Regions from separate parts of the Cricetulus griseus genome. Here region 1 is linked to region 2. The links are chromatin contacts, called in public Hi-C maps. All regions are on one chromosome and are shown on one strand. The core of a region is the stretch at or near the end of the contact, and the rest is flanking DNA. Distances in the headings are between cores, read along the strand shown. Region 1 overlaps Cab39 (calcium-binding protein 39). Region 2 holds the start of Cab39 (calcium-binding protein 39).

Evidence for each region. A called contact is a pair of places that touch in the nucleus more often than the background predicts.
Region 1: a Hi-C map of fibroblasts shows a contact between it and region 2, with 3 times the contacts expected there. The contact joins the enhancer-like site here to the promoter of Cab39 in region 2. A contact is called at or near these places in 3 of 8 Hi-C or Micro-C datasets (the CHO-K1 cell line, fibroblasts and liver).

What each region holds. Positions count from the first base shown.
Region 1 is chr2:437,522,153-437,528,619 of CriGri-PICRH-1.0, reverse strand. It overlaps Cab39 (calcium-binding protein 39), which reads right to left. Exons shown (of 9, transcript XM_027397438.2): 4 at 5,839-5,957; 5 at 1-54. Among named protein-coding and RNA genes, the nearest start is that of Itm2c, 48 kb to the left of the region's middle. Within about 2 kb of position 5,064, at least 4 of the 6 cell types and tissues checked have open chromatin away from gene starts, as enhancers often do. A contact at or near this core is called in the CHO-K1 cell line and fibroblasts, where this site is marked.
Region 2 is chr2:437,465,084-437,471,664 of CriGri-PICRH-1.0, reverse strand. It overlaps Cab39 (calcium-binding protein 39), which reads right to left and starts at 2,793. Exons shown (of 9, transcript XM_027397438.2): 1 at 2,659-2,793.

The DNA.
Region 1 (6,467 bases), core at 3,815-6,314, 55 kb before region 2:
ATGCACTCTCTTAACATTATTCCACAATTAAGAGCTATTTCTGGAGATTCATACCTGTAAAAACAAAACAAAACAAAACAAATAAAAGCCATATATGATTGCTCTTTTGAAACAACAAAATGAGCACATCAAACTCTCTCAAAGTGTCACACATTTCTAAGTGACCACAGCAGGTTACAAAAGGTATTTCCTCTAAAGAGTACACAGCAAAGTCTCTTCATGTGGAACCTACAGCTATGCGCAGAGATGGACAGTTACCTTCAATTAAGAAAAACCAGCTATGGCAGGGACCACAAGAATACAAGTTCTATGTTTGAAAAGATCTAGAAGGAAGTGCCAGGGTCAGCTATCCATGAGCGCTTTTTTTTTTACCCACCATGTTCACAACAACCAGAAGAACCACAAAACTGAATAAAAGAGTAATAGAGAATTCCCTTTCCAGATTCAGGAATTCAGTTTAAACATAGTATAAACACAGCTCCATCAAATAAACAGCACTTACAACAGTACTTCCAGACTCTTGGAAACATGCAAATCCCAAACTGCAAGCCTCATTCTAAGATTTTTACAGAGCATATCCATCACAGAGAACCTGGGGACCCTAAGAGTACACAGTGGAACCCAGGACCCTGGAGCCTTCTCACCAACTCTTCAAACACAGCCTTTTTCTCTGTTCTCAGCACCTCTTCCCTTGTGATCAGAGAGAAAACCTCACAGTGATTAGGGCCACTCCTTCACAAAGCACACTGCCTTTCACAGGCTGACGCCTGCTCACACAGGCTGCTCTCATCTTCCACACTACACACATTGGCTCTATTGCTTTCCCACTGACAAGCTCTCTTAAGGATTTGTTGTTGTTGTTGTTTTTTGGTAGTCAAACAACATTTCCCAATACTCTAGTTAAATAATTTTTTGGCCAGCAGAGACTTTCTCCTGGCTAAAACAGAACTAAGATCCATCTGTGTAATGTTCTGATGGTGCTGATCTTTGCTCGTCTATCTTTTGTCTTTCTCTTTTTGGTTCTGGTGATCAAACCCAAATACTGGGTAAGTATTCACTCGGCTATACCCCACCCAGCACTATCCTTCTCTTAAAAAATAGGGAAGAAAAACTCCTCCCAGTTCTCCTTTTTATCTCCCCGGTGGTTCCCCTTTCTTTGTGCTGAGGTCTTCACCTGCTAAGGAAAGCCCACAATTTCATGGCCCCCACCACCGAGACTGAGTTTCCTTTTCCTCCATCCACTCTCTGAACTGCGGTTGATATTTTCCAATGTCTCTCACAGCCTCAAGCAAAGGTCTACATAAGCCAAACAGACATGAAATCTCATCCCTACCACTCAAAAGCAAGACCCAACACCCCTGCCTGCTCAGGTCGACATTTTAGCAGCACTACTTTGTCTCTGATATCTAGTCTAACAGACCTTCCATGATGGTGGAATGTTTTGTACACATGCTGTCCATTATGTTGGCTACTAAGCATTTGACATGTGGCTGGTGAAAATGAAGGATAGAATAACCATAATTTAAAATTAAGTCACTACATATGGTTAGTAACTATTAGGCAATATAGCTCAAGTCCCCCACCCCCCCTTATCCTAGCTCCAAATCTTCAACTTCATGTGTTTGGATTCATCTGGGCACTTTCATATTTCTTTTCAAGTCTCTTGGTTTTACTTTCTCCTATCTAGTCCCACTGCTGTTAATTCACTGAACTGCAAATGTGTTATATCAGCATATTTGCTCAAGCTTTGCCTTAAACCATCTACCCAACAAACAAATTTACCAGCAGCATTTCCACAGCCAAACAAACAGACTTATGCCCAGTTTTTTTTGCATTAGATCTACTGCTCTGGGACAAACCGTCTCCTAGCCTGGCATAAAATGCTGTTCATCACATGGTATTCAGTCCTGCCCTGGACCTTCACACCAGAGACATTCCATCAGGACACTTTCTTCTGTCTAGGTAAGTTCTCAGTTCTCTGTAACTCTTATTGTAAGATCCTTTCCTTTTACCGACCCTTGCAAACCCCACTTACCCTCTGAAATCCTGTAGTCTTAACTTGTTGCCTAGCAGCACTACCCTTGTCCTTTCATTGTACATATGCTCAACAGATCCAAAACCAGAGCAGGACTACATGCATTCTTCTGCCTCAGTGAGGGCATGGCACTCAGCATGCTGACTGGCTCTTATTTGATTAAAATTTCTGTTTACAAGATAGCTGATCACACTATTAATCTTGCTTATCTCTAATAAACAGGAGACTAACAGGACAAGTGTTAAGGCAGTCTGGTACAAGTTTGGCAGGTTTTAATGGGAGTTTGTCAAGCTTGTCTCAATGATTAAACCATAAGCCAGCGAGTACAAGGCAAACAGTTATGCTGTACAACCTGCTAACATTAGGTTAATGGAGATCACATTAGATTTTAAATAGCCATTAAAATTCTACTGTTTCCAAATCCAGGCCAATGATAGTACTTCCCATATGCACACTAGAATTATCAGCACAACCAGCCAACGACAGGTTATCTTCAAAGGTGCTTCTTAAAGAATGCTACAGGTCAGACAAGAATCATATAAAATGAGTGAGGAGCAGAAAGCAAAGAAGCCATCACAGGACAATTGGGCTCTGCCCAAAGAACAAAGGAACCAACCAAAGGAGCACACAGTGGCCTAAGATGGGACAACTTAAATTGTAAAAAGTAAGGTGGGGCTGGAGAGATGGATCAGTAGTTAAGAGCACTGCTTGTTCTTACAAAGGTCCTGAGTTCAAATCCCGGCAACTACATGGTAGCTCACAACCATCTGTAATGAGATCTGGTGCCCTCCTCTAGCCTGCAGTCAACATGCAGGCAAAACACCGTACACATAATATATAAATACATAAATAAATGTTTTAAAAAAATGAAATAAAAAGGTAATGTTTACAATGGAATAAAACGTATCTGTGATGGTTAATATACTGAAAGTCAACTCAAAAGGATAAGAATCAGCTAAGAGGCCAGCCTCTCAGCACACCTGTGAGGAACAATCTAGACTAGGTTAGCCTCTGGGCATGCTTATGAGGGAGTACCCAGATTATGTGAGATGGGAAGACTGCCACTCCATGAGTTGGGCCTTCAATCTTGAACCAAATAAAAAGATGAAAGTGGGCTGTGTATCAGCACTCATCACTTTCTGCTTCCTGACTGTGGTACAATGTGATAGCCGCTTCAAGCTCCTTCCACTGTGGCTTCCCACTACACCCAACTGTGACTACAAAGTCAAACCCTTCCTTCCTTAAGTTGCTTTTGTCAGGGTATTTACTATAGCAACAGGAAAAGTAACTGATACAACACCCAATATCTGAGTTAATAATAACAATGCTTAAACAATATATTCAATGCTTATCCAAGTTAGTGGCTAGAGCACCAATGAATTGAAATAATGGCACTGGCTTTCCCCATACAGATTCTATCTGGAGATAGCAAAGTTCATCACTGTGGAGAGGTTCTGCTTTATGGAAGAAAAACATTTAATTGGAAGAAGCAATACCAAAATCTACAGTGAACTCTTATTTATTGATTGATTGATTGATTGGAGGCAGGGACTTGCTATGTAGAACTGAAAGGCATCAAACTCATGGAGATCTATCTGCCTCTGCCTTCCAACTGTTATGATTACAAACAGCCTGTGACACCACACTTGGCCTAGTAAAATTTTAAACTAGGATAATATCCCTGGTATATATAAAAATCATTAGATTAAAGTTTGATAGCAAACTTCAAAATGAACATGATTACATTTCAGTGTGACAATGGGTACCAGTAACAGGTGGCAGGCAGTACATGGCCTCACTCTGAGGAACTCATGCATTGCTCAAGACAAATCTAAATCTTAACCACTGTTCCAAGGGATGAAAGATGGTGAAACATGCTAAATAAAGCCACAGGAATGAAAATTTAAAATACATGACTAAAACAATAATTTTCAGACACCCAGTCTCACTATGGAGCTCAGGCTAGCCTATTAAACTTTCTATGCAGCACAACAAAATGACTTCGACCTTGGAGGAGTCTCCTAAGTGACGGTATAGACATGTGTCATCACACTCTACTAAAGTAAGTAGTTTCTACAGAACAAATGACCCAGTTGCTTAACAAATTACATACATTTTTAGAAAATGAGGAGATTAACTATTATAGATTAGTAGAAAGCTAAGAGTTTTATCCATAAAACTCAGTTTGTAGACGTTAAAAAAAAAAAAACAATTTAAACAAACTCATTTTGTTACAATCAAGGAAATACAAAAGGCTGGACACTGGATTGTACCAGGTGTGTAGAAGGTATTGTGGTTTTTATAGCCTGCATGGTACACACACTGTATATGCATGATGGACATGGATGACCAATGCAGTCAAATTGTAAGCAAGAAAGAATAAGGACCACAGCAAGTAGGAATGGCATAAGGTTAATGACTCTGATGAGGGGTGTTGGGCAGGGAAGTTTTGCTGTCTTTTCTTTAGGGCTGTATGCTCAACTCCCTATAGACTGTAATGGAAGGGATGTGAGGATGGGTCCCTAGCCAAGCTCCAGCCTCAGGCTTTTCCTTCTTGCCTCTGGCTGAGAATTCTACTCTGACCAGCTCAGATGAGAGTTTTAAATATTAAACTATCCTTCAAAAGTCTTATTTTAGCCTAGAGTGACAGCTCACACTTTTAATCTTACCATTCAGAAAGCAGAAGTAGGTGGATCTTATGAGGACAGCAAGGGTTATATATTGAAACACTAGTTGTTTTGTTTTTTTAATACACTGTCTAAAAATATTTACATCAAAACTGTCATGAAATAATAGAAAGTGTTAACTAATTTATAGATTTTAATAAGCCTCTGGCTTCAATAACACAGTTCTAACACCACCTAAATTTCAGGGTACTTACACAGCACGTTTCCACAGGGACATGGGACTGATACAACAAAAGTTCTGCACAGCAACACATGAAGAAACAACATGGATGGGTAGAACAGAAAGGAGGAAGCAGGATGTTGGCATGTGACATGTCACTGACTCATGCTTTGTCTAAGCAAGTCTGAACTTGGGGGAAGTATTAAACCACAGAGATACAAATCCACATGAGGTAAGCTGTAAAGCTATGGGGAGGGGAGCAAGCTGATTCCCACCAGCAGTCATGCCAGTAATATGCTTGCCCACTAGTTTAGCAGAACACTGCCAGTGCTGGGAGGATCTCAAGAGCTGGCAAGCACTGCTGACTGACTGACTACCTTGCTAGCCAGGAAGGCTCAGTCCTGGGATAGAAGACCTCTTCATTTTTGTTAAACTTAGATCTTAGTTTTTAAAATTTTGTTTCTGAAATGGACAACCACACACATCATGAATGCCTGCTAGCCCAGGAGTAACTCCAGAAAATGCACAGTGCTGACCCCATAGCGCATGTTCTGCTGAATGAAGGTAAGGAGCACGCATGCCCCACTAGGAGGCTCCCACTGCTGTGAGGTGTGCATGCAGGTCAGGAGGGAGGCGGTATCCTTGGACTCATGACTTGGCTGGGATTTCAATGGACTGTCAACTGTTTCAATCTTACAGACAAAACTAGGGCTTTATTTCTTTCCTAAGGGCTCAGAATTCACCCATTGTAAGTATACATCTACAGGGCATGTTTGTGTTAGTTTAGTTTACAGGTCAAAACTTAAGGGCAATATGTTCAAGAGCTACAGAAAAGTTAAGATAAAACTAAGATAAAATCTTCCCATATTCACCAGCCTGGTTATCTTTCCCCACCCAAACAATTTTTTCCTTTTTATTTTCAACTAAGAATATAAACTTTATCACGTTGTACATACCCTTTCAATAACATGAACAAAATATTCTGTTGGGTGCAGATGTATTCAACAGTAGGAGTTCTTGTACCAATTTGTCTTCTGAGAATATTGTTGAAAATTTGAGCCACGTCTTTTTTGCCCTATTAGGAATACAATCATTAAAATATTTACCTGTCTAAATATTAAAATGTCCATCCACCCTTCAATATAAAGTCAAAGAGCCATTGTGTATTAGTTATGACTGAGTATCTGACTTTACAACATTTGTAGACATGAAAATTCTTATTTTATCTAGTTATAATCCCAAATTTTTGGTTTTAATAGTGCACACTTTTTTTAAACACAAGTTTATGAACGAAGTGAAATCTCATCACAATTCACAAGTGTTTCAACTACCACTAATGCTCAGAAGCACACTCACTCAGTATGGAAGCAGATGCTGACAGCACACTTACCACCTATATGGATATGAACCTACACAAGTGGATAGTTCTGTTGTGAATAATACAGCGTGTACACTTTCTTTTACAGAAATGGAAAGGGGGGAGACTGTACTCTCAGTGTAATGATGTCAGAGAATTCTGTAAAAAGCTGAGCTTTAATAGCAAGCAGATAAATTCTATTCAACAATGTCACATAGGAAAAACTTA
Region 2 (6,581 bases), core at 1,544-4,043:
GCACAGAGGTATCTTTAATAGTAGGTAGAGGATAGGAAGGGCCACAGCATTACAGTGTATGGGAGACAGTGTGTTAGCCATGGATGTAATCTTTTCACACACCCTTCTTCTAAGGAAAACGTTAAAAACTGTGTACATATGTGGGAATGTGAACACAAGCTCTGGTGTCAGTGGAAGACAAGAGTGGGGTGGAGCTGCTGGAGCTACACAGGCAGTTGTGAACTGAACTGGATTCTAGAAACACAACAGAGACAGAACTGAGGTCCTCTGCAAGAGCAGTGCACACTCTTAACCACTGAGCCATCTCTCCCTGCCCTTGGTGCCCTTCTAAAAGTACGTCTGCTATGTGCTCTTCTATATGTTGCCAAATAAAAATATATTAAATAAGTAGCAATGAGGTCCAAACTTTGAAGAGAAGCTAATAAATACACTTCAAACAAGAAACTGTAAGTAAAAATGCAACCTTGTCAGGTAAAAGGCACTTGGGAAAGCTTCCAGATTCATGCCTGCAATCCCAGCATTTAGGAAGCTGAACTGGTAGAACTATCTGGAGTTTTGAAGCTAGCGTGGCCTCCACATCAAGTTCCAGGACAGCCTGGGCCAGAGTAAGATGGTGTCTCAAAATACCAATAAATAAACAAACAAATAAATGCACAGTATGTTTCTTTATGTAAAGAAAATATACATATTAAAAGACCAAAAAAGGAAATATGCAAAATTGCTGATAGCAACAAAATCTAAGTGGTAGGATTAAGACAACAACAACAACAACAACAGCCCAGTGGTTTTTATAATTCTAGCACCTGGAAGTCCAAAATAGGAGGATGGCAAGTTGCGAAGGACCTGAGCTACACAGTAAGACCCTGTTTCTAAAGATGGGTGTGGGGTGGGGAGATAGGGAAGTAGAGAAAGGAGAGATGGGCTCCTACTTCCACATTTCAAAGAGCATGTCTTTAAAAAGGAGAGAGAGAGACAGAGAGACAGAGAGAGATAGAGAGAGAGGGTCTCACTGTGTATCTATCTGTCTGGCCTGGAGTTCCTTATGAAGACTAGGTTGGCCTCATGCTCAGAGATCGCCCAGCCTCTGCCTCCCAAGCCCTGAACTAAAATGTACACCACTACCATCAACTATATCATGACTTACTTTGATAAAGGAAAATGTAAAAGTGAAAAAAGCAAGTATTTCCTTGCTCATACAAGAGTTTACTAAGCCAATAATAACTTCTAAGTCAATTCCACAAGCTATATACTGTACGCTTCCAGCAGTTACTAATTACTTGCTAGTTTGTGGGGGTTTTTTTAATTTATGAAATAGAGCTTAAAAACTTTCACTTCGGGCTCTCCAATATTTTCATAACTAAAAACAAAAATTTAACCCTTTTAACAAAGGGTGTATGTTCAACTGTCTGTCTGTTTAAGCTATTGCTAACAATTTTTAAAAATTTTTATAAATTGGCAGTTTAAATTTCAATTCCCACACACAGGTCCAGAAGTTCTGATGCAATTTTAAAGAACTCGCTAACACGGAACACCTTGTGTGTGCAGAGGTGGTTAGTTTAGGCACCTCTTCCCATAACTTCTGACAAAAGGTATTTTCCTTGGCTTGGCCATAGATTTACTTAAATATCCAGGAAGCTGTCAAAAATCGATCTCAAACGGCATTATACTTAAGGAACAATGTCAACTCCTGACTGTGGCCTTCTCTGCTCTGTCTTTCACGAGAGCGCCTTTAATGTGCCCTAGCATACATTTCCGGCTTCATGAGTCACTGAAAAATGAGTTCTAAGTTTTCCGTGGAAGGTCGCTCAAACAGCTCCTCTACACCATTCAAAGATCTGACCCCCAACTGCCTCTCTAGACTACCCCGCCGATCGCGGCACTCGACGATGGAATTAGCAACATTCCCATGCTCTTTGTACCTTTGTCCTCTACAGCTTGGTTGCCCCTCCACGCCCTTCTCTGCAACCTCCTTCTCCCAAATCCAATCGAGCCTTCCAGACCCGGTTTAGCACCGCCTCGCCCAGGAAACCTCCCAGATTCGTGGGAAGGCGGAAACAAACGATCGACAGGTCTGGTCTTCCCCGAACACCTTTCCAGCAATTGGTAGTTCCTCAACAGGACTTATCTGTCCCCCTCCTGCCTGGTATCGTGGCTATTTGTGTACTCGTCTTATCTCTCACATCACGACGTTAAAGCTCCCCAAGGGAGGCCACCTCCCGGCCCGGTTCACCTCGGAGTCGCTACGGCACCGGCACGCAGTCGGCGCTTTGGATTGCTCCAACCGAACCCGGGAACGCGCCGAACGCACAATTCCTAGCCAGAAATCAGTTAGGCATTTTCCTGAATGGTTCCCTGTAAAGACAGTGCCCGCGTCCCGCTAACAGAGAGGCTGCGCGGAGCTCGGGGACTAGGTGCTCCAAGTCCCCGGCGCGGCGGGAGTGACAGCTGGCCGGACCAGCTCTCCTCAGGTCAGCCGCAGCCCCGGCCGGCAGGGCCCGGGAGCCTAGTACCGGCGAAGACAGGGGCGGTGCCCGGAGCTCCGGCTGACCCGGGCCGCTCCCCGCCGCGCCGCTGCCGCCGCCACCCGGGAAAATGGAGGCGGGCGCGGGCGGAAGCGGCGGGCGTCCGCGTCGCGAGCAGGGCCGGGCCGGGACTCACGGGGCTGGGCCGGGCCAGGGAGCTCCCTCTCCTTGTCGTCGCCGTCCCCGTCCTCGGCCGCCGCCGCCTCGGGCTGCTCGCTCGGTCCCCGCGGCGCGGCTCGGGCGCTCCGGCCCTCCGTTGTCCTCCGCCCGCAGCTGCTCCCGGCGACGGGCTCCCGCGGCGGGCGGCGGCGGCGGCGGCTGCGCGGGCGGACGGTGGCCCAGGCGGTTCCCGCGGTGGCCGCCGCGCTGTTGCGCTCGGTGTGGATGCGGCTGTGGCTCTGAGGCCCGGCACCGCCTTCGCCTCTGAGGTCTCCTCCGCCTTCGCGCGGCTCCTGAAGCCCCGGACTCTCTCAGGCCGCGCGGCTCCTGGCGCCCCGCGCCCAGCTCCTGCTCGAGCCCGGCTTTGACGTGCGCACTGCGCAGCCGCCGAAGGTGCGACGTCGGGCGGCGCTGCAGCGCCCTCTGCAGCCTCGGGCGCCCCCGGGCGCCCGGGAGGACTCAGGACGCCTGAAACGCAGGCGAGAGAAGAGCTGGGGTCACAGAAAAAAGCTTCAGAAGCCAATGTGCTCCCCCCTCCCCCCCACCCTCTTGCTGGTTGGTACTCAGCACCCTCCTGGACGTCTGAGCCCTTTTCCTGGAGGAACACACGCTCGCTTCCTCAAGTCTTAAAACTTCATTTCTGTGGAGGGCTCGAAAATGTTCAAAAGGATTCTTTCATGTCTGCAACTTCATTTTAACATCTCCTGACAGAAACAAACAAAAAAGTGATGTTCCCAAGAAATAGGATTCAACCAAGGTACAAATCCTACTTCCAGAGAGAGTGTAGCAGTACATGCTGGTAATTCCAGGGCTAATCCAAGTGAACTCAGGATTAGGAGTTCAAGGTCAGCCTATGCTATGAAGGTCCGGGCCAACCTGGGCTGTGTGAAACCCTGTCTCAAATAAATAAATAAATAAATAAATAAATAAATAAATAAATAAATCGCCTTCGATCCCAGCACTGGGTTGGCAGAGGCAGGTGGATCTCTGTGAGTTCGAGACCAGCCTGGTCTACAAGAGCTAGTTCCAGGACAGTCTCCAAAGCCACAGAGAAACCCTGTCCCAAAACCCCCACTCCCCACCCACCCCCCAAAAAGAAAGGAAGGTGATAATAGCCTCCTGTGATGACGTCTCTACCTGAGAAAGGGAAGCTATTCGTAGGATTTGGAGCTGGAAAGGGGCAGGTTTTGACATTTTGAAGGGTTTTTTGATCACTGTGACTGAGGTATGAAGATGTGACTAAACGGGCCTGAGGAATTCCACAAGCACAGTAGTTAGAGGCTGTTGAAGCCCTCTAGTAGGGTTGGAGGGGTCGAGTACTGATCTTGTCTAGAATGTGGTAGGTTCTAAGAGAGACCAGACCAAGAGGAGGGAGACCACGAGGGTGACACACGCCTATTGTGTCGCATGCACCAGAGAATACCACTCAGTCATGGGTTCAAGCCAGTAGAAAAATCTTTATTAGGAGCCGGTGACTACACTGGGTATTCAGGACCAAAGTGCAGTCCCAAGCCTTTCTCAGGATGGGCTTTTAAGCACAAAAATAATATCCTGGGTTACACACCTCAGTTAACAAGAACAGTTAGCCAGAAGCAGAACTACAGAAGCCAAAAAGCAAGGACTTTCCCAGAACTATAGATAGACTTTGATGGATTAGGTCTTTGTTCTCATTTTGGCTGATGTTGCTGCCTATGTCCTGGGTTTAAGACCCGAATAGCACTTCCATCGTGGTGTCAGTTGTAAACAGGACCTGTTTTACTATAATCCCAGTACTAGGGAAGTGGGGGCTGCAAATTTGAGGCTAGCCTGATCTACATAGTGAGTTCCAGGGTTCCAGGACCACATAGAAAGAGCTTGTCTCAACCCATCCCCGTGTGTGTGTGTGTGTGTGTGTGTGTGTGTGTGTGTGTGTGTGTGTGTGTAAATCAGGTATAGTAGTGCACACCTGTAATCCTAGCACCTGAGGGTGGAAGGGAGAATGAAAAAACCAAGGTTATTCTTGATGTTTCGGGGTGACCATGTCTCAAAAAACAAACAAAAAAAAATCAGTATGTTAACACTTAAAATCTATTCAACCAAGCTTAGTTCATCTCAAACATCCTGAAAACTTCTAGGGAAAACTAGGCAAACTCTCTAAGAGGCCTTCAAGTTTTGGAGGGCAGTTGACAAGAGTTGTCCTGCACCTCCTCTCTCTAACTGTGGAGGGGTGGAAGGTGGGTGTAGCCTTTGGCCTTTTGCAAGTGAAATTCATGGGACAACAAATGTTACCTAATTCTGAAACTCAGCTCGCTAAAGACTCTGCTTCCCACATAGTTCTGGGTGTGTTGTCACTCTTTTGTTTGTTTATAAGACTTTTGTTAGTGGTGTTTGTTTGTTGGCACAAGGTCTTATTTCATAGCCCTAGCTGGTCTGAGATTTACTTTGTAGACTAGGCTGGCTCGAACTCACAGAAATTATCTGCCTCTGCCTCCTGCGTGCTGATATCACGAAGTGCATTATCCCACCGGACTCTCTTCAGTTTGGGGGTTTTGTTGTCGTTGTTGTTGTTGTTGTTTGGTTTTTAGAGACGGGATTTCTCTGTATTGCTTTGAATGTTGTCCTGGGCAACAGGCTGGCCTAGACCAGGCTGGCCTCAAACTCACAGAGATCTGATTGCCTCTGCCTCATGAGTGCTGAGATTAAAGGCATGCACCATCACTCTCTTTGTTTTAAGATGAAAGTTTTGTTTTCATTTCTGTTGTATCCACAAAAACATGCCAAGACTCAGTTTCCCATAGAATAAAAGAATGTGTAGGGTGGATAATTCCATGTGCAGAGTTGGGACTCCTTTGCTTGATAGCTCAGACTCGCATTCCTTATTAACCTGTTAACTTGGATAAACCTACAACAGCTAAGAATTCTACCAGCAAGACAGTAGAAATTTCCAGAACAGGGATTGTTAACAAATTCTAATTTGTATTTGGCCACTTGAATTTATACCGCAAAGATATTTTCCATATTCTGTTGGGGGTCTCTGGAAAGCTGTTTCTACTAAACTATTTCTCTGTACATGCTACTGCTTTCTGGAAAGTTCTCCATCTTCATCTTGAAACTTTCTCAGGGGTCCTTTGTTTTCCTATGCTGTGTCCACAGAACACAGGGTCGTAAGTCTGGGCTGTTGTCATTGTCTCCTCCTGTGATCTTCCATCATCCTCTTCTCCCTTTCCGGGGCTGGGCTAGCTACAGGATAGAGGCACTTCCCTGCCTTAATTAGACCATCTAGGAAAGGACTTTGGAGCCTGACTCATCGCTTCCCTCCCACCCCACCCAGAGCCTTCACTCACCTGGCTATGCCATTGCAGCTCCTCCTATTGGATCCAGGCCTCTCACACGCTGTCCCAATGACCTTCACTTCCACTCCACTCAGCAGCCATTAGCTAGCCCTGCCCTGACACTGCAGTTTCCAGAATGGCTCTGCTCCTGAAGTTTGAACTCTACAGCACTCCCCTTTGCTTCCTTTCTCGTCCACCCACCTGTCCACACCCTCAGACTCACCGAACCTGTTCCGAATCTCACTAGAATTTGTTTATTTGACATGCTTCTTGAGAGTAAGTGATAACCTCCAATGATGGGAACGAAGCATTGGCTGATACGTAGTCGCACTCAGCATCCAGCAAAGACACTTGGGGCAAATGGGCGATTACAGGGGAGAGAAATGCAAAGTCTATAAAAGAGCTACTAAATTGAATAATGGGGTTCATGTTCAAAGGAAGACATGCAAGTAGCTCTAAAAGCATGGTAGGTCTGAGGACCTGCTGATGTTGCACAAGTAGTTTTATATATAGAGATGGAGTTGAGGACGGGAAGATAGGGATAGATGAAATTGGAATGATAAACAATTGCAATCATGAAAAACTAAAT